Linked DNA regions of Mus musculus: regions 1, 2, 3, 4 and 5 are each linked to region 6. The links are chromatin contacts, called in public Hi-C and HiCAR-type maps. All regions are on one chromosome and are shown on one strand. Each heading gives the region's core, a stretch centred on a gene start, on an enhancer-like site or on the middle of the called end of the contact. The rest is flanking DNA. Distances are from core to core; before and after follow the strand shown. Region 1 has its middle 160 kb from the start of Gm35615. Region 2 has its middle 22 kb from the start of Gm46401. Region 3 has its middle 110 kb from the start of Gm46401. Region 4 has its middle 180 kb from the start of Gm35615. Region 5 has its middle 140 kb from the start of Gm46401. Region 6 has its middle 46 kb from the start of Gm40658.

What was found. Hi-C and Micro-C count contacts between places; a contact is called where the count stands out from the background. HiCAR-type assays count read pairs that join an accessible place to other places.
Region 1: a Hi-C map of bone marrow-derived macrophages shows a contact between it and region 6, with 8 read pairs. The contact joins two enhancer-like sites. A contact is called at or near these places in 1 of 39 promoter capture datasets (liver), 4 of 484 Hi-C or Micro-C datasets (adipose-derived mesenchymal stem cells, bone marrow-derived macrophages, macrophages and 1 more) and 4 of 115 datasets of contacts at active chromatin or transcription factors (cardiomyocytes, embryonic stem cells, fibro-adipogenic progenitors and 1 more).
Region 2: a contact with region 6 is called in a Hi-C map of bone marrow-derived macrophages, with 9 read pairs. The contact joins two enhancer-like sites. A contact is called at or near these places in 3 of 39 promoter capture datasets (cranial neural crest, liver and maxillary cranial neural crest), 2 of 484 Hi-C or Micro-C datasets (bone marrow-derived macrophages and macrophages) and 4 of 115 datasets of contacts at active chromatin or transcription factors (the NIH/3T3 cell line, Th17 cells, embryonic stem cells and 1 more).
Region 3: a HiCAR-type map of fibro-adipogenic progenitors shows a contact between it and region 6, with 6 times the contacts expected there. The contact joins two enhancer-like sites. A contact is called at or near these places in 1 of 39 promoter capture datasets (cranial neural crest), 5 of 484 Hi-C or Micro-C datasets (adipose-derived mesenchymal stem cells, bone marrow-derived macrophages, cardiomyocytes and 2 more) and 5 of 115 datasets of contacts at active chromatin or transcription factors (the NIH/3T3 cell line, cardiomyocytes, embryonic fibroblasts and 2 more).
Region 4: a Hi-C map of bone marrow-derived macrophages shows a contact between it and region 6, with 10 read pairs. The contact joins two enhancer-like sites. A contact is called at or near these places in 3 of 484 Hi-C or Micro-C datasets (bone marrow-derived macrophages, macrophages and myeloid progenitors) and 4 of 115 datasets of contacts at active chromatin or transcription factors (the NIH/3T3 cell line, epiblast stem cells, heart atrium and 1 more).
Region 5: a HiCAR-type map of fibro-adipogenic progenitors shows a contact between it and region 6, with 8 times the contacts expected there. The contact joins two enhancer-like sites. A contact is called at or near these places in 4 of 39 promoter capture datasets (the 3T3-L1 cell line, 3T3-L1-derived adipocytes and cranial neural crest), 5 of 484 Hi-C or Micro-C datasets (cerebral cortex, embryonic fibroblasts and uterus), 5 of 115 datasets of contacts at active chromatin or transcription factors (the NIH/3T3 cell line, cardiomyocytes, embryonic stem cells and 1 more) and 1 of 9 other capture datasets (embryonic stem cells).

The regions. Positions count from the first base shown.
Region 1 is chr13:6,125,803-6,130,544 of GRCm38.p6, forward strand. No RefSeq gene overlaps it. Among named protein-coding and RNA genes, the nearest start is that of Gm35615, 160 kb to the right of the region's middle. Within about 2 kb of position 1,674, at least 27 of the 459 cell types and tissues checked have an H3K27ac peak or open chromatin away from gene starts, as enhancers often do. A contact at or near this core is called in bone marrow-derived macrophages, where this site is marked.
Region 2 is chr13:5,891,262-5,895,893 of GRCm38.p6, forward strand. No RefSeq gene overlaps it. Among named protein-coding and RNA genes, the nearest start is that of Gm46401, 22 kb to the right of the region's middle. Within about 2 kb of position 1,655, at least 56 of the 459 cell types and tissues checked have an H3K27ac peak or open chromatin away from gene starts, as enhancers often do. A contact at or near this core is called in the NIH/3T3 cell line, bone marrow-derived macrophages and pancreatic cancer cells, where this site is marked.
Region 3 is chr13:6,027,202-6,031,566 of GRCm38.p6, forward strand. No RefSeq gene overlaps it. Among named protein-coding and RNA genes, the nearest start is that of Gm46401, 110 kb to the left of the region's middle. Within about 2 kb of position 2,425, at least 67 of the 459 cell types and tissues checked have an H3K27ac peak or open chromatin away from gene starts, as enhancers often do. A contact at or near this core is called in the NIH/3T3 cell line, adipose-derived mesenchymal stem cells, bone marrow-derived macrophages and 2 more, where this site is marked.
Region 4 is chr13:6,107,879-6,112,048 of GRCm38.p6, forward strand. No RefSeq gene overlaps it. Among named protein-coding and RNA genes, the nearest start is that of Gm35615, 180 kb to the right of the region's middle. Within about 2 kb of position 1,608, at least 46 of the 459 cell types and tissues checked have an H3K27ac peak or open chromatin away from gene starts, as enhancers often do. A contact at or near this core is called in bone marrow-derived macrophages and pancreatic cancer cells, where this site is marked.
Region 5 is chr13:6,058,194-6,062,448 of GRCm38.p6, forward strand. No RefSeq gene overlaps it. Among named protein-coding and RNA genes, the nearest start is that of Gm46401, 140 kb to the left of the region's middle. Within about 2 kb of position 1,633, at least 100 of the 459 cell types and tissues checked have an H3K27ac peak or open chromatin away from gene starts, as enhancers often do. A contact at or near this core is called in 3T3-L1-derived adipocytes, the NIH/3T3 cell line, embryonic fibroblasts and 2 more, where this site is marked.
Region 6 is chr13:4,769,652-4,773,822 of GRCm38.p6, forward strand. No RefSeq gene overlaps it. Among named protein-coding and RNA genes, the nearest start is that of Gm40658, 46 kb to the left of the region's middle. Within about 2 kb of position 1,975, at least 305 of the 459 cell types and tissues checked have an H3K27ac peak or open chromatin away from gene starts, as enhancers often do. A contact at or near this core is called in 3T3-L1-derived adipocytes, the NIH/3T3 cell line, adipose-derived mesenchymal stem cells and 5 more, where this site is marked.

The DNA of each region.
Region 1 (4,742 bases), core at 424-2,923, 1.4 Mb after region 6:
AAATTACTAATAGATGGATCTTATTGGCATTCATGGCTTCTCTTCTGTTAAAATGATATTGGTCCTGACTCTGGCTCTCTCTTGGGACTATTAGTCTGTCATCTTCAAATCTTCCACTTAATCTTCTACTTTTGTGGACTACAAACATGCTATCCTACTTCATGCAATACGTAACTAATTTAATTAAGAACAAAAGAAAGTTTGTATGCAAATAAAACAAGATCATATGTGTATGTGCACATCTATGTGTGTGTGCATATAAGTGTACATGTTCATAGGTGCACATGCACATGTTCATGATTTGTAAACACTTGATTATTGTTCAAAAGGAAAATTTGGAGGAAAGATTGGGAAAAAAAGGAACTTTTCAGGGAGACATAGATTTTAAAGGAAGAATCCAAAACAACTTTCAATGTGATAGGCACTCAGGATCAAAGAACCACCAAATTTTGGAAGCTGTACAGTCTTGTGAAGAAGGGAAACCAGATCTAAGGACATGTACTAGGAAGGAATAGGCCACCATTTGAACAACTGTAAAGGAGAGAACCACACAACATAAAGACATAGTGGACACAGCCATAGGTGCTCAGAGGTATGACCCAGATCACACAGATTTTCCTATGCTCTATCTTTATCATTTTTATGTTTATTTTCTTTCCACACTTTTGCTATTAGAATGCAAAATAAGAGAAAGAGAAGAGTAAACATATCCCCCTAAAGAGAGACAGTGTTTCTGACTAAGTGTTTGTTTTCTATTATTCTGTAGCCTTTTAATAGACTCCTCTCTTTAAAGACAAACAATAATGTGATAAAGGAAGTAAAAATAATTATTTATGTTTTGTTTGTTTCCATCTATAAAGTATTTCCCTGCTCTTTCTAAAAGGAATGTGAGACACCCATATTGGTCTTGGTTAGGTAACAAGATGGGAACTAAACTGTTAAACACTCCATTAAAAATTAGAAAAACTTCTCTATATTCATTCTTCTTTTGATTACAAATAATATTATTTTATTATTCACTGTTAAATGATTTTTATGACATTTCAACTTGTGATCAAAAGAACAGCAATAACCATCTTCAGATTCCAAAAATACTATCAAATGAAAGTCATTACATACTGACATAACCCTGGATACAAATGACAAAAAACACACATGTGACATTTAACAGGCATTCTGCCAAACAGAGTAGCTGGGTACCCAACTTGAGCCTTGTCATCACCAAAAACTATTTCTCAATGTAAGAAGGAATGAACTGTAATGATAATGCTAAGAATGTCTTTGTAATATTTGAGACAGACTTATCTTGAGGAAAGTGGACTCAGAAGAATTGCAAATAAGAACTTGGAAGTGTTTAAAAGGATGAATATAGGGCTCATGGTCTATATTGATGCTCTTAGGTTGCACAAATCCAAAGAATGTGTGCTGAGATGAAAAATTAAAAAGATATTTGAGATGTCATAGAGCAGAGATGGCTGTCAAAGGCAAAAGGCTAGTCTTGCAAAGAATTCAGAAATTTTTCTGAAGTAAAAGCCCTTTTCTTTTGACTTTGAAGCATTCATTTTTACTCCAGGGAAATTACAGATTTCTTAGAAATGAGCTCTACTGGAAGAACAGCATGGAAAAATATCTTTACCACAAGTAAGTCATTTGAGAAACAACTCAGTTTCTCAAGTATGTAGAGCCATTCATGTAAAATGCATTTGACTCATCATTGGTTGGAAAGCTATATTTAGTGGTGATGCTGGCAGGGTATTTTTGGAAATAGTGAAGTGCATAGAAGTTTAAAAATGTTGAATTCATTTAGGAGAGAGCATTTTTCTTTTGGAGATATGCAGAAATGTCCAATACTGACCTGATTCTAAAGCCTTAATTTTGACACCTCACCCCATCGCTAAATGCTGCTACAGATAAACCTACAAGACATCACAGCAGGACCTGAGGTGAGAACCACTCCAGAATCCTTCCAGGATCTACAGCAACAGTTCCTTGGAGATTACAGTTCCAGAATCAGAAGACCTCAGGGACCCATCTCCTTGTCTACCAATCTCAACATGGACCTTACAAACTAGCACACAGATCCCATCACCTAACCACAGTCCACACAAAGCATTGATTGAATGTTTCTTAAAAAGCTACCTTCCTCTAAGTATTCTTAAGCACTTCTGCTTGACATTATATCCCAGAGGAAGTTAGTAAGCCCAGGGTTCCACAGAGAATGGGGGTCAAGGGAACTGAGAACACGTTACAGGAATACAACACTTCTGGCTGAGATTTAGATGTGGTTTCCTGAGCTCTATACTGACTGTCCTTCAGTGAGTCTTTCCTCTCATGCATTTCTTTTCTACATGACAGACCCAAAGAAGCATCACCTTTCTATGCACAAACCATATTTGCTCAAACATTCACCTGCTCTACACTGCCAAATCTCCGCATCTCTTCTCTCTAATAGTTTTTCCTTGGCACTCTGCTGGGTTTGTCTCATGATCCCATTTGCAGATGTGCCTTCTACTGACCATAGGATGCTGACAAGTAGCCATCAAATTCCCAATTCCAGCCAGAGTACTAACCATACACGCAGGGAGAAACAAGAGCCATGTACAGATGTTCAGCTTGTCTACCTTTCAGAACAAAGCTTTGGGCTGGGGACATAGCTCTGTTGGCAAATCACTGACCTAGCATGAACAAGGCCCTGGGTTTGTTCCTCATCAACAAGAAAGCTGGGGGTGGCAAGCCCTGCCCATAATCTCAGCACTTAGCAGGTAGAGGCAGGATATCAAAAGATCTTGGACATCTTCAACTACAAAGTGAGCTAGGCTAGGATGGACTATATGAGACACTATCTCAAAAGAACAAAATAAAACAAAAGTGAAACCTTATTTAAATCTGATTCAACAAAATATTGTAAAGCATAAGACTAACAGGAGACTTAAATATTTGATCACTTTACACTTTACTTGCTAGAAATTGACCTTTATGAAGGTAGCTATTTTAAGGCTCATATTTAAAAGGTCGTGTATATATAAAGTGTGTCCAAAAAAACATGTTAAAAATGTACTCTCTAAGCCAGATGGCCTGGACTTGATAACATTGTATCTACCCTACCCCCTGTTTTGTTCCATTCCATGCTCAGATGTTTTTATGTTTTATTTTTCTACTATACAAATAAGATATATTACTATAACATGGATATATTTAGTTATCTATTTTGTTAAATAAATGGTTTGTTTATTAAGATTTGGTAAGGAATGCCTGAATACACACAGGATGTGTTCCATCATAGAAGCTGTAAAATAAGGAATGTGAAATTCCAGATACACAGTGTGTCTGCTGACAGGCCATTCCTGTCAGTGATAGAATTCTGATCCCAATGACCCCTAATTAAGTGCAGACATGGGAGTTTCCCATTCCCTCTCAATGTCCCTGGGCTCTCAGATGGTGGCATAGGCATACTTTCAGAAAGTCCTGTTGACAGTCTCTAGATGGTCCATCCTTTCGTCTCAGCTCCAAACTTTGTCTCTGTAACTCCTTCCATGGGTGTTTTGTTCCCAATTCTAAGAAGGGGCAAAGTGTCCACAATTTGGTCTTTGTTCTTCTTGAGTTTCATGTGTTTTACAAACTGTATCTTGTATCTGGGGTATTCCAAGTTTCTGGGCTAATATCCACTTATCAGTGAGTACATATCATGTGAGTTCTTTTGTGATTGGGTTACCTCACTCAGGATGATACCCTCCAAGTCCATTCATTTGCCTAGGGATTTCATAAATTCATTCTTTTTAATAGCTGAGTAATACTCAATTGTGTAAATGTACCACATTTTCTGTATCCATTCCTCTGTTGAGGGACATCTGGGTTCTTTCCAGCTTCTGACTATTATAAATAAGGCTGCTACGAAGATAGTGCAGCATGTGTCCCATAATCAGCCTCTAAACGCTGACGCCATTGCATATGCCAGCAAGATTTTGCTGAAAGAACCCTGATATAGCTGTCTCTTGTGAGGCTTTGCTGGTGCCTGGCAAACACAGAAGTGGATGCTCACAGTCAGCTATTGGATGGAACACGGGGCCCTCAATGGAGGAGCTAGAGAATGTACCCAAGGAACTAAAGGGGTCTGCAACCTTATAGGTGGAACAACATTATGAACTAACCAGTACCCCCAGAGCTCCTGTCTCTAGTTGCATATGTAGCAGAAGATGGCCTAGTGGGCCATCATTGGGAAGAGAGGCCCCTTGGTCTTGCAAACTTTATATGCCTCAGTACAGGGAAAAGCCAGGGCCAAGAAGTGGAAGTGGGTGGGTAGGGGAGTAGGGGGGGGGGGGGAGAGGGTATGGGGGACTTTTGGGATAACAGTTGAAATGTAAATGAAGAAAATACCTAATTAACAAAATTTAATAAAAAAAGAAAGAAAGAAAGTCCTGTTTAATTCAGGCTTCTTGAAAAACATTTAAAAATCAGACGATGTGCCTGTAGAAGGAATCACTCTCACACAAAAAGATAATTCCACTTAAGATATTTTCTTAAACAACCTAAATAGTGAGGTTTTAGCAGTCATTTAATATGACAGGTAGTTAAAGCTTGTCACATTATGGGGTGGGACAGTATTACAGAACAGATGGTTCATCAATGTAAATAAACAATTCGAAGTATACAAAATACCACGCCAGATCCATGCTAGAAGATACCATTTCTCCCATTCCTGCAGTGCTCTCATTGATAATTCACAAAAGCCCCTAGGAAATCTG
Region 2 (4,632 bases), core at 405-2,904, 1.1 Mb after region 6:
GTGGGCAGAGGCAGGACCTGCCTTGTTCTTCAGAGATCCAAGCACCTGGAAAAGACTCCACAGTGGTCCTTCATTTGTGACAGGAAGTCTTCTCCTTCTGGGAGATCATTCTGTGAGTTTAATTACATCCTACAGGTCCTTCCACAGTCTCGGTGTTTGCCTATTAGTAAGTGAATTAGCTTCAGACATTCATGCATGATGAATAATAGAGAATTCTATTTTCCTTTTAGGGAAACTACACTTCCCGAGAAAAATCTTTAAAATACATCACTTGATTAACCAAGCAAGAACATTAACACATAAGGGGAAAATCAAAATAGAAGGATATGCCCTGTCCCCAGTGGAAAGGGCCTCTCTCTCTAGGCCCTTCTAAGACATGGGGCTGTGAATCCTGGAAGAAGAACTTCAAAGTAGGGTCCTCCTTACGGAAATGGTGACGTCTGCAAATAGGCAGCAATTTCACAGAAGGCCATTCCTTTGTCTAGCTGATTTCTGGTTAATTTGAGTTTCCTTCTTATGTGTATGAGTGTGTCTCTGTATGTATCTCTGGGGCATGTAGTTGTATTGGTGTGTGTTTGTGTGTGAGTGTGTGTGTGTGCACATGTGCACAAATGTGTAAGCTGTCTGGCACTTGAGCATCATTCCTCAGACACCACGGAAAAAGTTGTCATACTGAACTAGAACTTCTCCAAGTAGAGTAGGCTGGCTGGCCAGGTAGCCCAGGCAGATCTCTCTATCTGCACTCTCCCACCATCTCTGTCTGCTTTATATGGATGCTAAGGATCAAACTTGGGGCCTTACATTAGTAAGGCAAGCCCTTCAGAGCCAGAGCTACCTAACTAGTCCCTAGTCTTTTCTCTTCAGTAAGGATTTCTCCTCTACTCCCACTGGGTCCCATTGTGTTGCATGATTTAACATTTATTCTAGATGTGCCTTCATCCAGCCTTTATCTGTTATTGTCCTGGTGGTATCCACTTGTGAGCTAGGAAGAAACATTTTTCCCTTTCATACCTTTTCCCTTCAAAGACAGTCCTGGCGGTTTAGGATTCCAGAAGCTTAAGAATCCTGACAATGGGAAGGAATACGGATCTTCAGGAGCCCAGATACTCTTCCAGACCCCTAAAGAGTTGCTGATAACAGTCTTAAATGAAAGCCAGGCTATAGCCAAATCAGCTAATCTCATCTCTGGCTGTCTGAAGACCAGGACCCCCCAGGATAATCCAGGCAAACAACAGAAAGGACTTTGGTAGCTAGACACCAGAGGATCTTCCGAACCTCTTTGAAGTTTGGGGCCTGATAAAGGAGCCAGGTCTCTAGGTTTGCTGTTTAATGTGGTCCTTGCAGCTTAGCTTGGAGACAGGTTCTTTCTTCCTGGATTAATAGTAACCTCAGCACATAGGGTTGGGATGCCACTGAAGACAAGAGAAATGAATATCTACTGGGATATTGAGGTGAATGAAGATAAGTGTGGATTGTGTATATGAAGGACCCTCACCTCGCTCATCATATGTAGGCTGTTTATTTGAACAGCCAGACAGCACTTGCCAGTACCTCTGGGCTGTCTCCTGGTGGCTGGGTATCTGTATGCATTCTGTGTTTCTGCACAGCTCAGCTGTGTGAGTCACAATGATCCCGTCTCAGACAGACAGTGATTAGGTCTGTGACTCAAATAGCACCATGCATTCCATTTTGTCTGCGCAGGATTGTACTACCTGATACCACAAGTAACAGCTCAACCTGCCGAGGCAATCACTTTGAGTTTTATAAAGTTCTTTGCATGAATCACAGCAGAGAATGACAAAAAAAAAAAAAAAAAAGGAAAGATTTTTTTTCAGTATTCAACTCAACTAGAACCGTCAAACAACTATTTCATTTCTAAGTAAGTTGTCTTAGACTCTCCTTGGGTACATTATAAAGTGAAGTTTGAAGGGTGATGTTGTAACATAAGTAAATAGGAACACGGCTGTGATTCAGCAGGAACCAGACTGTCTCTCAGAGTTCAAAGTCTGCTATCCTGCGCAGTGAGCCCTTCTCCTGGTGAGAATATGGAATGTATACCCACAACTTCCTCAGGTTAGGATTCTCTCAACGAATGCCAGTGTGGCTTGTTTTACCACCTGTGGAGGAGGCGCAAAAATATAAGAATTCTAAGAATTCCATTAAACTTTTATCCAACTCCAGAGACCCCATGCCAATACATTATTTTTTGTTGGGGGAGAATTGGTTTTCATTCATTGCCCATCAGGATTCAGATATGAAGCTCAAACCTTCACAAACCATAGTGAAGACCGAGGCAAGGCTGCCTCTGAGTAAGGCAGCACATGCGTTATTTTATACTCCTGGAGACACTGACATAGATGTAATTAATGCTCTATTAGCTAAGGAAACTGACGCTGAGGCTGCAGCTACATAGGGTCACATATCACTGGATTCTACTTGCAAACCCACAAGTTAAAGTTTATCATCAGGCACACTGTTTTTCCATTCTCATAAAAATAGATACAATTTTCAAGAAAACAATGCTTTGTATGAGCTGACTCCAGAGCAATGTCTAGAAATAACTTAAAGGCCTAGGATTATATGCATAGAAACATTTCTTATATATGTGATGTATTATTTTTACAATTTATATATGAGTTATGTTTATATATTAGACTTTTTTCTTGGCTTCTTTCTTTCTGTTACTTCTACCCCTCTCTTTCTCCATCTCTCCTACCATCCTTTCCTTTGCCTGCTCTCCCTTTCTCCTCCTTTTCCTTCTGGTTTTCTTTCCTTCCTTCTGTCTTCCTTTTTGACAGGATCTCATGTGTTTCAGCCAGTCCTTGAAATTTGCTATGTAAACTAGAATGACCTTAAAACTTCTCATCTTTTTTTCTCTACCTCTGCAAACAATGCTGAGATTAAAGGGAAGTGCCACCATGCCTTTTTGCCATTGTCCTCTTCCTCCTCTTCTCCCCCCTCCTCCTCTTCTTCTATTTCTTTTTCTTGTTCTTCTTGTTCTTGTTCTCCTCCTCCTCCTCCTTCTTCTCCTGCTCCTCATCCTCTTCCTCTTTCATTTGTTTTGTAGTGGGAATGGAATGCAGGGCTTCATACACACCCACCAAGTAAGCACTGTACCAACTGAGATACTTTTCCAGCCCCTTTTGACTGTTGTCTTATTCCATTTATAGTGTGATAATAAGTTGGGGCTTTAAAGAATAAGTGATTTCTTCCCACTCATTGATGGGAACTCCAAGACCAAGGTTGTCAGATACAATGACTCTCTGGGAGCCTATTTTCTGATTCTTGTTCTTGTATTTTCTTTCAGTGCTAAGAATTATACTTGGACCTGTTTATTTATCTATTTTCCTTTTTTATAAACCACAGAAGACTTTAAAACCCTATGCTGAAGCCTAACACCTGTTCTGGATTGTTTAGTACTTTGTATAATAAAACTGTGCTCCTAAACAATGTCTGATAAGATTACATGACATTTTGGGCCAGGCCAAAAGACCCCTTTCTAGTGAAATTTCTCTTCCTTCCTAAGGTTAAAAAAAAAAACCTGGACATTACTTTTTATCTATAGTCACCCCTGGGCTGAATTCATGCTTCTTCTTTTGAAATATTTAGAAAAATATTTTCATAAGACATTGCCTTCAATAGAGTATGATTTTCTCTAGTTCTCAAAATGGCTTTATTAAAGGAACCATATGGTGATGAGATCTATTGATTTCAGTATAATATATAAAGCACATGTTGGAACATTTAATCATGGGTCTTGTGATTCATTGCAAAGGGCCTTGAGAGTGGTGACTGACGTGACAAGGTGGGCATAGTGTGACTCAGACCTACTCCCATCGTTCAAAGGTCATGGAGGTTGGGCAGGAGCGCCTCCAAGCACCTGTTTCCCCCAACCACAGTATCTCTTTCACCTCCTGCTGTCATCTCCATACAATGTAGATCCATCATTCAGGGATTTCTCCATGGGGTTCTGTCTTTTAGTGGATGATCTTCTGGAATGACTTGTTACTCCTTCCAGTTGAAAGGTCATCTGCTCCATGGGGATCAACCTTTGAGACAGGTGCCCCAAGTGGAAAACTCATGTGTTTAATATCTGTACTTGGTCTACATTAAGTTTTTCTGTTGTTACTGAATTTTTGTTGGAAATTGGTATATTCTACGTGGGCTTAGAAGATAAGTTCGACTTAAGTAGGATCCCAACCATTTTGCTGAAATCTTTTTAAAAGGAAGACTAATTTGAAATGAGGTATTCTGTGTTATTTTCAGGCAAGGAGAGGAAATGTTACTACTATTGGGTAATACGGTGGAAAACATTTCTATGACTATGAGTAAATTTAATAGGAATATAGCTTAAAATAACAATACATCCCCAATATTTGCAAAAAATATTTTTGATAAAAACAATATAATAATGAGAATTCATAACAAAGGAAAAATGTTGAAAAAAACTTTTGCACACAAGGAAAATCAAATACTATAACATTTTTTCCGCTGTGACATTCAAAAGTACTTTAAACATTATGTAAATCTGTAATTTTTCCTTAGCCAATTATATGATTTTTTTGCATTAGTAAAATATGATGTTATTCATTGTCTTTGTAATTGACTTAGACTCAATGTTAAACTCTTGGA
Region 3 (4,365 bases), core at 1,175-3,674, 1.3 Mb after region 6:
GATCCTCTGTGTTTTGATTCTTTTTAATGAATCATAACAGTTTTGTCATAGGCTTACTGTAAGAGTGAATGGAAGCCATGCTATTAATTCCCAAGGATAATGCCCCACCCATGATTGATGAGGACATCCATGGAACACATTGTAAGGTGTACTTGAGAGTTTCAGTCAAATCCACTAAGCTAACAGCACACCCTCAGTATGTTCACATTGAGCCCGGTAATGGGAGGTAGACGCTAGATCTGAACTGATCTGTTTCATTTGTTCCAGTTACCACACCACTTCTTGGCAAAAAGTAAATACTGAGAACCTCCCACATTAAATGACTCGACACTGAAATAGCAGAGACGAAGATCAGAGATGGGCTGAGGCTGCCAAATGCAACTAGTTAATACACAATGCATATCTAACTGAAACTGGGTAAGAGAGAACTAGTTAATAAATGGCACATGATAATCCTAAAACAAAAATATTATCCAGCTGAAATCAAACACGGAGCATTTGAACTTTAGGCTGGCAGTCCACCATTGGATGGGAATCTTCTGACTCAGAGCCCAGTGCAAGATCACTGTGCTCTCGTGGATAAGAGACATGAGAAAGACGGAAGCTAGGCAGAGTTGAGGGATTTGGGCAGAGGGAAAGCAGGTGTGGATGGATGTGGATGAATGTGGTCAAGCATCCTGTGTTGGGGCTCAGAATTGCTGAGTTGTTTGCAGAAAGGAGATGGAAATAAGACATCCACTCACCAGGTGGAAAAAGATGTGCCTGGGTGGGAAGCAGCATTTGACACACTTCAAAGAATATACGACTGATTGCTAACTCCTTGTCTAGTTGGCAGCTTGCCTGCCATTCTTGCTGGAGTCACAAAGCACAGAGCTCTCAAAGGAGCCTGAATCGTCCATCATCTTGGCTTTTGGTGCATTCCTGAGCCTATCTTATAAAAAGTACATGATTCTCCATATGTCTGCATTGTCCATCACATGATTATTCTAAATTATTTATGGGTATTTTGGGTTGTGCATGGGGTTTTAATTTTTTTAATGAGTCATAACAGTTTTGTCACAGGATTAGTCTAAGAGTGAATGGAACCCATGCTATTAATTTCCAAGGGTAATGACATATCCATGATTGATGAGAACATACAAAGAACACGTTGTAAGGTACGCCTGAGAGTTTCAGTCAAATTATTATCTAAGATTGTTTTTCCTTCCCTGTTTAAGTCTCTTTGCTTCATGGGGAGTATCAAGTAGAGACATTTCCAGAGATGGGGAAAGGCTTCAGCTGGAAATGTGCCTGTCACATCACACAGATATGAGGGCATTCGTACAGATACCCCAGCACCCATATGAAAGATTGGGCATGGTGCCATGTTTCAGTAATGACGGTGTTAGAGTGCAGCAGACACAGGACAATTGCTGGAGCTAGCTGACCACTCAGTCCAGCTGAGGCAGTGAGATTCAGGGTCAGTTAGAGACCTCAAGGCAAAGAACACTCGGGGAATATATCTACTGCCAACCTTTGGCTCTACACTTAATGCTCACACCCTTGCAAACACACACACACACACACACACACACACACACACACACACACACACAGTAGAAGTGGTGAGAGAGAGAAGAGAGCAGGAAAGGGGAGGGAGAAAATGTTTGTACTTAGAGTAGCTTCAGAGTTTGTGCCTTGCCTTATCCCAATGAGGATCAATGATGAGCCACATCAAAAATCCCTTTGTTCCTCTTCAATGGCAGGCTATTTGTATTAAATCCAAGCAAGAGCAATAGCACGCCCAGCACAACCCCTTTGCATAATCTTATATAGGATTAACAGGGTTAAACCTAGAACACCAGGGATGACTTTGCCCTTGAGACACACCTGTGAGTGAAACTGCCAAGCTGCCAGGGCAATCATTGTAAAACAGGGTTACACTTGAGCTATAGAGTTAACTGACAAGTTGGTGCAGAAGCAGTCGAAACTTCGCTCTTGCCAGGAAAGAGATCTGCAGAAACTATGAATAGAAGAGAAAAAAAAAAAAAGTTCAAGGTAAATGGAGCTGTTCGGCCTGAAGAAAGGCTGATTGTTTTTGCAAAAAAAAATTTCCCCACAGACTTGGCAGCAATTAACAGAGAAGTGATAACCAAGGTAAGAGAATGGAGATTTCAGATGAATATGTAAAAGACTAAAGTCATGTTTAATGCAAAGAAGTAAGCAAACAGTAGAAATAATTAAAAGCTGTTAAGGCATATGTCTGTTGGCTGACACATATGTTATTAGACTACAAGACTATATGGCCAGTTGCTTCTAAGAATTTGTCTTTGCCACAAACCATTCCAATGAGTAATAATGTACAATAACATTTGGTATCCATGAGGCACTGTCCATCCAGTCCGTCAGAGTTTCCATCCTCGGTGTTGCTCTTCAGCAGCCGGCTAGGTTATGACATCAACTGTGGAAGCAATTCGCCTCTGCCTTTTCCAAAGCAGCTGCCTTTGGTTACCTGTTTCAGCCAGCTATTAATTGTCTGCAGATGGAGGTTGTGACACAGGGGTGGCCCCTTTCTGCCAGTCATCGAGCTCAACATCTGGATCGCACCCCACCAACTCTTCTTTAATATTGGCCATTAAGGGATAAAGAGAGAAATGGCTGCTGGCTTTGTTTATTTATTTTAATCTCCGATTCAGTTCCTTCCACTTCTCTCCTTCCTCCTTCCTCATTCTCTTTCTCTTCCTCTTTCTGTTTCCTACTTACTCTGCTGATCCTCTTCCTCCTTCTTTTCTCCTTTCCACCCTTTCCTCCTTTGTCCCCTCCTCCTCTTCTTTCTCATTCTCTCTTTCTTTTCTTTTCCCTCCGATATTTTTCCCTCCTGTCTTCCTTCTCCCTAGACAATCACAGGCTGTGTTATCAGATTAACTTCCAACTACCTGGAATGCCAAAGTAGAAAATAGAAAACCTCAGAGTAACAGCCAACCATAAAGTAAGGTCTGGTTGATCACTGCAAGATTGGTATGAGTGTCTGTTACAGTCCTGCAGTTCTCTGGACTCCTGACATGTGGTTTCCATAAGGTCAAGGAGATTCCATGAGCCTCTGTCATCACTCCTATTCCACCATTTGGGAGGAGGGAGGGCAAGGAGAGGGTGTCTCTTCCATTTAAGGAAGTTTTTTGGAAGCTGTAATTTTACTCCTACCCACCCAGTAGGTGGGACTTAGTCATCTGTGTAAACCTGGCTATAGGGAACTGGTGAATGTGCTCTTTATCGGGGTAGCTATGCAGCTTCTTACAAACCAGAGGCTTCCTTACTGCGAAGCAGAAAGACAAATATTGCAGAACTTCTGGTTACACCTACAATGTGGCCTTCAAAGGTCCCAAAATAAATATAGTATGGATGTTTGTTAACTTAGACAATTGACTAGCTCGAACTTACAATAATTCCTATTGTAAAGTGGTCCCTGAGTTCCCACCAGAAAGGACAGACAAACACCAATTTTAGATAATTTATTCATGATATGCTGTAATCCTTCACAAATGCACTTTGTTTCAAGAAGCTCTTGATGTACTTTGTTAGTACTAAGAAGTTATATGAATTTAATCACTAATTTACATTTTCAAAGTACCTGTCCCATAAGATCATTTAATTCAATATATTATTTTATAATATATTTTATGAAATAATTATTGATTTCTAATAGTTATCAATAGCACCATTGTTCACAGATATGCTGATATCAACCAGTTCTGCAATTGTCAATTGTTTCCTAAGGTCACTCAACAACCACTATAAAGGTTGCAATAAACTAAAATGAGGCTTTGCATGGTTCAAGTAATGAGCTGATAAATTTTACCTCCCCACCTGAACTGAGAGTTTACAGAGACTAGAAAATGAGTTTGTTACATAGAAGTCAAGTGCCATAACTACTCTGAAAAATCCAACAGGACGGGAGTGGTGTCACTGTGTTCCATGATACAGTGAAGATGGCCACCTTGAGAGACTATGGAGTAGAACATAGTGATGCATCAGATAGTAGCTCTTGTAGTTATCTGTGAAGAACATGAGCCCAGAAGAAGTTGAAACCTCTACTATCATATTAGATTTAAGTGTGTGTGTGTGTGTGTGTGTGTGTGTGTGTGTAGAACTACAGTTCTTTGGGCTATGTATCATGCTCTCTTGAGAAAATTTGTTTCTAAGAACAATAGAGAATCTCAAGAACAGGAACCAGGAATGCCATTTTTTCAAAGGATCCAGGAAGACTCTGAGACTTGACATCACTCCTTGGATGAAAATTTGGGAAAAGTTGGACAAAACATTTGAAAATATCCCCTCACTATTTTGAGGATGTATTCCAAATCAACTTATTCACAGACCTTCATCAAC
Region 4 (4,170 bases), core at 358-2,857, 1.3 Mb after region 6:
ACCACAGAATCCTTTACTGATCAGTAAACTTTCTAAGTAGTTATCCTGGTTTGTCCCACTGTGTCTTAGGGTGAGATACTTAGAGCCTCTTCCCATGTCCCCTCACTCTCACACCCAAGATAGAAACCATACAACAACTTAAATATCGCACAATTCCATAAGTAAAATGTGTACATAAATATAAACAAAGAAATGTTATTAGAAAGTTACTTCCAAGTACATGAGAAAGGAAGGAACCATAAGGACTATGCAAAAAAATATTTCCAGTGGACAAACAGCCAAAGGGTTACTCACAAAGTTTGAACAGCCAGTGCAAAATTCCTTAGTTGTGCAAAAAAACCAAATACACAAAACATTCTAAAACACTCAGGTGTAACTTTTTTTGCTTAACAAATTTGAAGCTCTTATTTTCTTTCAAGTTCTTTCCTTCCCTTCCTTCTTTTAGTAAATCCCTCTTTTCTTCTCAAATTTCACAGAGGTGAGCATTGTCATTCACTCTTACATTTCTCCAAGGTGGTACAGAATTCTCCAAAGGTATTCTCAATGAGTAATTATTTACATAAAATTATTCATGGTCTTTGTCTAGTTGTTAAATTTGTAGTAGTATATCCTAATAAATAATATAACTTGCCTGTTGAGACTTATGTGCAACAAGATTTATTCTAGTTACATAGAACTGTTGACATAGGAAATGCTTACCACTCTGAAAATGACTAAATGATTTTACTCTATTAGATAAGATATTATGTAGCCATCAACAGAATTTTTAAGATATTTCTAATTACATACAAATGTAAGCTACAACATTCAGGACATCACATCCAGTAGGCAACCTCCTTACTGGTGAAATGCACTAGATAAATGTACTTGTAGTTTTGAATGGAGATTTCCTCTGAACATTCCAACATAAAAACAAAAGATTTAGATACATACCCACCCTCAAGATGAGTAGTTGTTGTTGGTAAGTGCAACTAACACATGCAATGGTTTTTGCTTCCATTTTTGCCCATATTTTCCAACATTTCTCTAATAACCATTCATCATTTGCCAAAACAGTCAGTACACAATAGAGAGAGATTTGTGTGATGAAAGTAGTCTGGCTTGTCCTTGTTCTTCTTTTCCATCTTCTCTAAAGGGATCCTGGTCTCTCTTCCTGGGTTTCTCATCTGCAGAGTATTTCAAGCCAGAGAGGACTGACTGGAGGCACGTACTCTGGATAGAGCTCAGAAGGGATGCTGAGAGCCTGACCTTTAAGAAGAACGAAGTCCACTCAGGCGAGCGATCCTTTGTGATGTGTCTGTGAAGCCCAAGAAAACAAAGAACCCTATGTGGTTTGTTCATCTGAGTCATAGCACAGACTGCTAAGGCCTCAAGATCATTTTTTAAACTCTTCAACTGGATGAAACTTCCCGATGAAGTAAGGAACCACACCCACACACATGGTTATCTGGTAAATTGTGTCCCTTCAATGTTCTTATCCGGAAATCTTTAGCTCCATTACCTCAGAATGTGGCTGTATTTGGAGTAAGCATTGTAAAGGGGGTTAGTGTAATATAAAGTCATAAAGCATGAATCCATCCGCTGCTGTACTGATAAGAAGATGAGGTCAGGACACAGGGAAAACCATAGGAGGATGTGGAGAACCTCAGAAGGTGGCTGTCTACACCCACTTCCCACTTGATGACTTGGGACTTCCCATTTTCAGAACTGTGAGATCATAGATTTCTGATGTTTAAGCCAATTATGGTGCTTTGGTATAGAATTCCAGGAAATAGCTCATGCTTCCAAAGCCTTTCCCTGACCTATATTGCTAACAGCATTTCCCTAGGTGATTACAGTTCATCTGTTTATTCCATGGTCACTAGTACCAGCAAGACAATGATTATGTTGACACAAGTCTTCTCAAGTTAAGCCATAAAGGCCTCAGAGTCCACTGATGTCATGCTCCAGGGACATGCCCGGTACCCCGTGATATGGAAGCAGAATGTGACATTATCCACATGGTTCAAGTTCTGTAGATGTGTAGATAGGAAGAGTTCTCAGATTGTGAGACTGATAGTAAAATTCCAAATGGCTAATGTGGCCAAGCCACAAACATACAGTGAGGTTGTAGTTTCTGAAAAATCACCCACTGAAATCAAGCTATAAAGGCAAACCCTAAGTTGTCACAGAAACCTCAAGATAGTATAGATCATGGAAAGTACTTGTTGGGGGAAAACAGTGGGCATCCAGTCAAGACAGCTGATAAGAGAGTGTATATATTTTACAGGTGGCAGCTTCAGAGAGAGAAGGTTAACCAAGAACATTGAATGTCAAAGAATACATGCCAGTGCCTCAGGGACTACATGGGAAGCTCCAGGGCTTACTGTTTGATGTGCTGCTGTTTTGGTTCTGGGATAATCTTCTCTTGCCATCCTGGACCATTTTTTTCCTTTGAATTGAAAAAGTTTACTCTGCTCTAAGTACATATTGCAAGTATTTAATTTCTTTTTTTTAATTACATATTTTCCTCAATTACATTTCCAATGCTATCCCAAAAGTCCCCCATACCCTCCCCCCCCAATTCCCTACCCACTTATTCCCATTTTTTTTTGGCCCTGGCGTTCCCCTGTACTGGGGCATATACAGTTTGCAAGTCCAATGGGCCTCTCTTTTCATTGATGGCCAACTAGGCCATCTTTTGATACATATGCAGCTAGAGTCAAGAGCTCCGTGGTACTGGTTAGTTCATAATGTTGTTCCACCTATAGGGTTGCAGATCCCTTTAGCTCCTTGGGTACTTTCTCTAGCTCCTCCATTGGGAGCCCTGTGATCCATCCAATAGCTGACTGTGAGCATCCACTTCTGTGTTTGCTAGGCCCCGGCATAGTCTTTTGTTCTACTTTGCATGGAATCAGAGTTAGATATTTACCAATAGTCAAAGGAGCCTTTGGACTTTATGGAAATGTTGAAGCTATTCAAACTTCAGAGACTCCTAAAGTTTAACTGCAGCAATTTTCAGTGTGAGACAGCCATGAGCCTTTGGAGACCAAAGGAAGGGCGCTAGAGTTTGGATGCGAATGAGCTCTCACAGGCCCGTGGTTAGGCATTGTTCACACCTTGTGATGCTTCTCTGAAGGTTGTGGAACCTTTAGAAGCTGAGACCTCACTGTGAGATGGGGGTCACTGGAGAGTGGGTCCTGAAGATTGTAACCTAGCTCATCTGAACACTCTGAGAGTATATCAGCCACGAAAATGTAACATAATACACATAAGTTCATACTATCATGAAAAAATTTTAGAACTATCATGCCTTCCTCTCCATGATGAAATGTAGTCTCTGAGTGTATTCTTTTGCAAGTTATTTTTCCTGGATGTTCTGTCACAGTGCTGAGAAGAATCACTACTTATGATGAAATATGTTAGCACACACACACACACACACACACACACACACACACACACATACACACACGCACACACACGCACACACACGCACAAACACACACACATATACATAAAGACTGGGCACTGAAGTCAACATTTTATTTCTGTCAAGAGTCTGTTTAATGACAGAAAAAGTTACGTAAGAAAGTCCAGGTTAGAACAGTCTGCTTTCCAATGGCTGGCTATGCCATTAATGGTCCATTGGTCAAATCTCTCAATCCAGCTCTTCAAAATTCTGAGCACAGACCTTGCATTAAGCTGGTAGATGGACCTGGATACATCCTTGAAGAACTTTAAAATATATCCAGGAAAGGCAGCTGAGAGCATATAGCTTTTCATTAGATCCATGAAGGCACCATAATCCTTCAAACTGTTAAGAGTCATAAAGGAGCTTCCGACATTGCTGCTGTAGCATAGAATAAGTTCCACTCAACTATGTTAAAAGACCTCACAGAGGTGGAGGTGGAAGGAAACCCTTAGCTGACATAGGAGGTGGAACTGGGCAACATGGATTATAGCTTACATATGCCTACTGTAGATTTGGAAATATAAAAGCAAGTGTCAAGAAAATTCCATGTAGGATAAACAGTGGTCAGCCAACAGCTATTCTCTGTATTTATCTAAAGCCTGAAGGCTCAGCAAGGCCCATTCCTCCCTGAAGTCTCCCTTTTGATCAGCAAGTGTGACTCATAGATCCTAGCTCTGTCACAAACACCTCCAGGGTTTGTGTAAACTAACAGAAAG
Region 5 (4,255 bases), core at 383-2,882, 1.3 Mb after region 6:
CTTCTCATCTACCTCCCTCCCTCTGAAGTCACAACAACCCCTTCACCAGAGAAGAAAGTCTTCCCGCCACCAACAGAATGAAATACCATTGCATGATCTCAAATCTCCAAGCTCTAAAACCATAAGAGATACATCTACATTCTATATATGTTATTCACACTCAGCTCTTCTATTAGAGCACCACAAAAGGATCCTAAGGGATTCTTGTTGTCTGATTGGGTAGTTTTGATTAAATCATAGGTGATAAGTGGGGGTTGGCAATGTCTCCGGCTAGGTAGAGTTGAAAACACCTTTTCCTCCATAGTGTGTAGCTAGTTTTTATAAAGATTGACCAGGCAATCCTCAAAGCTCCAGTTGTCATAGAAGTATGGAGTCATGACCATGTTGAAAGTTTTACTGAGACTTTGCCATCATACTGTTCTTTTATTTCCTGGCCTTGTAGGCTCTATTGACCCATCTTTCTGCCTAGGATCTTGTGGACAATTAACCTACAAATAAATACATGAGTGTTCTTCCAGTATGTTAAACTTCTTCCCCCAATTATCCAATAAAATGTTTGAGTGTAGAAAAGGTATGTGAGCCTCAAAATGCCTTCTATTCTCACTGTAGTTAGTTGAGAATTTCAAGGAAAGGATTTTTAATGTAGCCTTTGGGAGGGAAGAGGACATCTTTCCAGGTGGAGTGTTGCTGGGAAATGTTTCCCTGCTGGACAAGAGTTATTTGTATGTTACATTATTATGTGTCCCCTGTGGGGAGGGGGCTGTAGCCTCCTGGGTTTCTGGTACTTAACCATTTTATGCTCTATGTGTTTTTGTGAGTGAGGATGTTTTGGACCACTTACTGTAAATGAAATTACATAGTAGGTCCCATCTCTCTTTCTCTCTCTTATCAAATCCGATGCCAGGTTATATTGTTAGTTGTAATAGCTACCGCCTACTCATTTTTTAATCACATTTTGAGTGAATTATAACAAAGAAAACAATGTAACTCATACCAACAAAAAATAACACAAAAAACTTCCTTTCTAATATGGGATGGTTTGGATTTATTTAGAATTCACCAGGCACCGGAAATTTTAAGGAAATTTAAAATTAATTCTCTCTCTATTTGTTTACGTCTAGGACATGCATGTTAGTGCAGCTGTGGAATTCATAATTTTATATTTCTATCACTATAATAATATTATTTCCCATGGAAAATACAGTGTTTTGACTTCTAAATATGCTCATTTAATTATGCATGGCCCAAAAGCAATTTTTTATTAGGTTAAGCTCTGATGTCTGATTAAAGTCGATAGCTGGCATCCTTTAGGGCTTTCTTAAGCATTGGCTGGAGTGGGAGCAGAATGCTTAAATTGCCTAATAGGAAAGAATTACAGGCTATCGCCAGTCAGCCAACATGCACTTGCATAGTTAACCTTCAGATAGCTGAGACTCTGCAAGGAAAACACCACCACGCTGGCTAATAAAGCCCATCACAATAATGGTGTCAATCTGCCCTCTCATTAATAACCCAGCAAAGAGCACATTTCTTTTGCAAACATTCCAGATGGATTTCACAGAAGAATACCAAGTCGACAGCAATGTTGTAAGAGGACCACATTGCACACACCAATTCTGCTTTCCAACTCACTCCTAAGACTGGCAGATAGCCCGCTCTTTGCTGCAGGAGTCCAAGTAATGTCAGAATCCTCCTGGCCAAGATCATGCAAGGAACTAAACAAACAAACTGATCTCCAGCCCTAAGTTAATTCTCAGCTCATCTTTCCCCAATTCGGTCAGGTTTTAATCACTCAATACATTTTAAAGGATCACAGTTTGTAAACAAAAGTGTTTCAGATGCCAAAGGTCATCTGATGCAATGCCAGACAGGGGATGTCCCAGTGTATCTGGGCCTTTTGGCAGAAGCTTACATGATTTACAGGAATTTGCAGTCAGCAAATTACTCAGCAGGCACACGTGAGACTGCACATAGGCTAGAGTTCCACAGCTGGAATCATTTAATCCAATTGTTCTAAGCTTTTGCCTCTAAGCTGGGGGGAGGGGCACTTCGTTAAGGTAAGATCTTCTTTAGAAGCCTGATTTTCACAATGGGTACAAGCAAGGTGGAGCTAACAGAAGGCAAGGGGTGAGGAGGAATTGGCTGCTTCCCTTCGGGGAACTGGCATCCTTGCCCCACGCCCAGCCTCGCACCCCACCCCCCTCCCCACCTCCACTAGCACTTCCTTTTATCTCTCTGAGAACTGTGCAATGTACATTTTAGAAAAGGCTGTGAGCATTGGTTGCGTTTTACATATCTAATAACGGGCTTTTCAGACAGAAAAATGCTTTTTAGAGTGAGGGCTTTTCAAGTTAAGTCAGGTTATGTTTCTGTATGAAGTTCATCTCAAGACCTTACAGCTGACATTTATTTCTTGCTCAGAGAATATCTGTTGTCCGTATGGGTTGCTGGCTAAGACTGGATTCTCTAAGATGTGAATCACTACCCTGGAAGCTTCTTGTGGTCTCTGATCTCAATACCAGACTCCATGGTCGTTCCTGAAGGGAAAGTAGGGTTGAAGGAAGAGGATATGGCCTTTTTATGTCAGCAATCAACAAGCAGCATGTGTGTGTACCTCTGCTCACATTTTGCTGATCTGCCCTTCTAGAAACTTCCCTATTCACAGGGCTCCAAAAGTCAATTTTGTGATTCCGAGAAGGACAAAAAAGAAAGAGAAATGTAACTAAATAAATGTTATTTATACCGTCAAGACATGGTCAAGCAGGAGCTGGGTAAGCTCTATGGTCTTCTGTTCTCCTACAATAGTATAGTGATGCCTGGCCTTGTGTCCAGGTAATTATCTGACATTGTGCTCACTAGTTTTATGTCAATTGACACAAGCTAGGGTCATTTGAGAGGAAGGAACCTCAGTTGAGAAAATGTCTCCATAAGATAAGGATGTAGGGACGCCTATAGGGTATTTTCTTAATTAGTGATGCATGGGTGAATGTGCATCCCATTGTGGATGGGGCCACTCTTAGGCTGGTGGTCCTGAGTTCTATAAAAAAAAAAAATCAGGCTGAGCAAGCCCCAGGAGCAACCCAGTAAGTAGCATCTCTTCGTGGCCTGTGCATCTGCTCCTGTCTCCAGGTTTCTGTCTTGTTCCAGTTCCTGCTCTGACTTCCTTTAATAATGAATGATGATGTGGATGTCTAAGCTGAGTAAGTACTTTCCTCCACAACTTGTTTCTCATCATGATGTTTCATGACAGCAATAATAACCATAACTAAGACAGATTTTTTTCTTTTTTTAATGAGGGTTGAGGCTTGACCCTAGGGCCTTAGGCATGGTAGGTAAGTGTTCTGCTGCTGAGTTTCAGCCCCAGGCCTTCATTTGACATTTTCTGGAGCTGACTGTTTGAGTTTCGTTGAATGCTACACTTTGGTGGATTTCCACAATCCCCCACAGGTCAGGCTGGCCTAGAACTGACTGTGCAGTCTTTGGGAACCTCTGACTTCACCTTGCGTACAAGGATATGCGACGTGTCTACTCAAGTATTCTTTGGAATAGACTATGTTAGGTTTTTATTACATAGTAAAATTCCAAGCATCTAAAAACATCCTGATTAGTTGGAATGATTATTTGATTTGGAAGAGACAGGACAAAGCTGGCAAGTAATTAATGCTTTTAGAGTGCCAACATCAAGTACAAACTATTTAATACAACAACTTAATAAGTCCTGGTCATTTAAACAAAATTGGTTATTTAAAAAAATGTTATTTTACTAGGTTATAAATATTTACCTCTGAATATGCACTATCCGAAGTCATGAAAACATCCCAGATCTGCAGTGTGGTCACCTGTGACACTAAGCAGTTTTGATGCCAAGAGGCTAGAAGGTGAGAATAATAGAGAAGAAAAGGAGAGCCCAGCTCATTGGGAAATATGATTTCTCCCAAGTTGCCTTCCTAGAGCTGTGACCTTCTGGTGTCTATTCAATCACTCTTCCTCTTCTTTTCTTTGCACGCTATTTTTTTCTTATTTTAAAAATCAAGCACACATATGCACTTTAGTCAACTTGAACTTATTGGTAATTATAAGAAACAAAAGGAAAGGACTGTTAGCATTTTGGTGACTCTTGTGTATTTGTGGGGACACGTGTTCTACTTTCTTTTCTGTGGCTGTGATAAAATACACTGACAAACAGCAAGTCAGAGGAGAAAGCGTGTATTTCACCTTTCAGTTTCCTATTATGGTCCGTCATATCAGGAAGTCA
Region 6 (4,171 bases), core at 725-3,224:
CAATATGTACTCACTGATAAGTGGATATTAGCCCAGAAACTTAGGATACCCAAGATATAAGATACAACTTGCCAAACAAATGAAATTCAAGAAGAACGAAGACCAAAGTGTGGACACTTTACCCTTTCTTAGAAATGGGAACAAAACACCCATGGAAGGAGTTACAGAGACAAAATTTGGAGCTGTGACGAAAGGATGGACCATCTAGTGATTGCCATATGCAGGGATCCATCCCATAATCAGCTTCCAAACGCTGACACCATTGCATACACTAGCAAGATTTTGCTGAAAGGACCCAGATATAGCTCTCTCTTGTGAGACTATGCCGGGGTCTAGCAAACACAGAAGTGGATGATCACAGTCAGCTATTGGATGGGTCCCACGGCCCCCAATGGAGGAGCTAGAGAAATTACCCAAGGAGCTAAAGGGAACTGCAACCCTATAGGTGGAACAACAATATGAACTAACCAGTACCCGGGAGCTCTTGTCTTTAGCTGCATATGTATCAAAAGATGGCCTAGTCGGCCACCACTGCAAATAGAGGCCCATTGGACTTGCAAACTTTATATGCCCCAGTACAGGGGAACGCCAGGGCCAAAAAGGGGGAGTGGGTGGGTAGGGGATTGGGGGGGTGGGTATGGGGGACCTTTGGGATAGCATTGAAAATGTAAACGAGGAAAATACCTAATTATAAAAAAAAGAAACAGAGCTTTAGCACTTAAGGCTAAACACTGACATTTCTAGACACAGGACATCACTTACGCAAGAGAGAACAACATTCGTTTCTTATGTTCTTAACAAAACCCACCAGTTACACATTACACACTCATCCATTAGAAAGATGATGATTTAGCAGGGTTCTAGATGCTCACTCATGTGTGTGGTGGTGAAGATGTTTCTGCAAAAGTCACTTCACTTTACCCACAGTGCCAGTTGTTACATTTCAGCAATTTTTATGTACTTTCCACAAGACTTTGTATTTCCCTTTCAGCAATCCTTCTACTTTGAGATACCTTTTCTTCTGGGTTTTTGTATGGACATCTTAAGAACACATAACACAAGTATCTTTATTTAAGAATGTGAGATCAGTCTGTGTTCAGCACAGTATTATTGTGGGCTTTTATTCATAAATTGCTCTTAAAGCATATAGAAAGAGAACAGAACAAAAAAGTATGGTAAGAATTTTTTGAGAATATTTTTCCTAAGATTGTGTGTGTGTATATGTGTGTGTGTCTGTGCATGTGTATACACATACACACACACACACACACACACACACACACACACACACACATATATATATATATATATATATATATATATATATATATATTTGTGCTTGATATATATGTATTACTCATTAAATGTATTCATTAAAGTTGATGTAATGCTCCTTCACGGTTATTGTTTTTAAAGCTGTCCTCTTTTGAATAGCTTGAAGGTCCTTCAGGAATTGCAAGCTCTGTTGTGAAACAGAATGTTCATATCGTCCTGTTACTCTTTGGCTCTGCTAGTTCGCTGATTAAAATAGGCTCACGCGCAGGACGCTAATCTCTGTTTATAGAAAATAGCAAACAGATGGAGAAGCAATGATGAGTAAAAATAGACCCTTTCCTCCAGCAGATCTTTTAACACATAGATGTCAAGAAAGCCAAGAAGTCAGTGAAACCTAGTCTGGTGTTCCCTACACTACCCTGAAGTGACAAATCGCATAATGACAGGGATCCGTTTGCTCCTGAGGCAACAGCTAAGCGGGACTTCCAGTACTTTCTATTATAGGTGGCTTTTTCATTGCAACCTCCATTTACTTGGCAGGGCCTCTGGAATCTCTGACTGGAACTCTGAATGAACACTCCTCTTGTTTGAATCCTGCTGATCCCCCAACTGTAACTGGATCAGCTGACATCACCAGTGTGCTGAGCCCTGTGAAATGTCTCTGTAATTGGACTCCACTCTTGAGTCAGAGCTTGGTAAACCCTGGAGAGGCGCTGTGGTCCGCGTGCTCAGCATGACTCATGCCTCTAGTGCCTGGAGACTGTTGCTATGTGAGACTTCCTGTTAAGTGTTTACTTCTTACAGTGGGTTTGTCCTGTCCCAAGAGCTATTTGGATTTGGTATGCGGGGTGGGGTGGGGTGGAGTGGGGTGGAGTGGAGTGGGGGCAGGGGCAACTAGGGCAAAGGATTTGCCTTTTTCTTCTGAAAACAAGGATCCTGGGAGAGTCAGCTCTGAGTTAACTTCCTTAAATGGTCTGGCAGCTCATGTTTACAGGAAGAGGAAAATCTGGGAAATGCTGATAGAAGTCATAAATGCAAGGAGGGAAAAATAGCATAGTTGAGGTCATATGCAGGTGCCTGAGGGTTATTTTTTTTTAATGCCTATTTGTGTCATTCTTATGCCAAACATGCTTTAAATTATTCAAAATGGTTTTATTTAGACTGCTTTTAAAATTAAATAAACATTTTAAAGTTTTCAGTCAAAACTCTTCTGTGACAAATTAAGGAACATTGAAGAAAAGGCATAGAGACAACCTACCAGGTAGCACTTTACAATTGTGAAATCATTTTCTTTTCTGAATGATAGGTAGCTATAAGACACGGTGGCGGTTGAATAAACATTTAATCAAAACCAATATACGTTTATGTGAACATGTGTTTCTACACGTGGTTTTATAGATAGAAGTGGAGACTGGATAGAAGGCCAGTATATTACAAGGAAATGGGATTTGATTCTTCAACAGTGCTCAGATCATTCAGGCGTATGAATATACTGGATTGTGATGCAACCTTGGTAATAGGGAGTTCAAGCCAACTCTATTCTCAGAGTCATATGAATTCAGCTTAGTTCACATTGCCAAGGCACACTGGCAACTGCAGCTGACACAAGAGATAATCCATGTGTCAGCCAAGAACAGATAAAGAAGAGTATGAGATTCTTGGAGCTAACTCAGGCTGGGAACAGGAGAGGTGTTCATTGCTGTTCTGTAAACAGCAAAGACAGGAGCAGAATAAGGAGAATGTCATGTTGAACCTGTGAGTCACAAGACCAGAACTAAAACAAAGCCCTCGGGGGCCATATACACCCCAAGAAGCCAAAGGGGTGCTTTGGAGAAAGTCTAACTTCATTGTGCTTATAGAGTAGAGTGGTTAATGGAGCCAGCATTATGAACCTGCATATACAGCTCTTTCTTGTTCCTTCTCAAGAACAGTAGCTTTTCAGAAAGTTGAAGGAAAAAAAATAGCAAGTATTGGAAGAAGGTGTTACAGTAACTAGTACTGTATGTTTACTTTGCCTAGAAAGGATCTCATGCCATCCAGGCTGGCCTATTGAGGTTGGTCTTCACCTTTTAATCCTCTATGTGCTATTTCTCTTTTGTGAGGATTAGAGACATGATACCACCTTGCACCATTTAACGTATGTTGGGCATTGAACCCAATTGTAGAAATAATATTTCAGTATTCACAGAGCCAGAGAGGGCAATCCTCAGATTATGGGTTTTAAATGCAACCACTTGTATCATCATTAATACATACATCATAGAGTGGCTTTCTGTATGCATTTATATCTGAAAGACAACTTCAGTTAATTAAAAGGAACTTTGCCCTTCCTTTGTCTTTGACTGTTTTGGTCACATACTATCATTTCATCAGGAATAAAATAGCCTAATTCTTGTTTTGAATGAGAAAACGTACCTTGGTGGCTTTAATATGACTTTTGCTTATTAAATCATTTATTTTCTTATGTCATTAATTTGTAAGATTCAGCTCTTAGACTATGTTCAGCAAGTTCCATGCATGATCCATGGTGCATATGTTCTCATCTGCTGACAGACCTAACCAGAGGAGGGGACCCTGATTCCCATTGGTCAACTAGGATTCCAGAGAAAGTAAGAGGGAGACAAGCAATAAGAAAAAAAACAACAGCAGAATGGATAAAGTGAAGGAGAGAAGAAAGGGGAGAGAACAGAAGAAGTGAAGATTCAGGCAAGGAAATCAGAAGATGGGACTAAAAGAGTAGAGGGGAAAGGAGAAGGTGGACCACGGTCATACAAAAGTCTACACAGGTTCAGGCAGACCTTTACTGATGACTTTAGATACTTGTGAACTATAGAGACTATGATCATAGTTGTTGTTCTCCTTGTACTTGTGGTTCTAGTTCTTGTTGTTCTTGTTC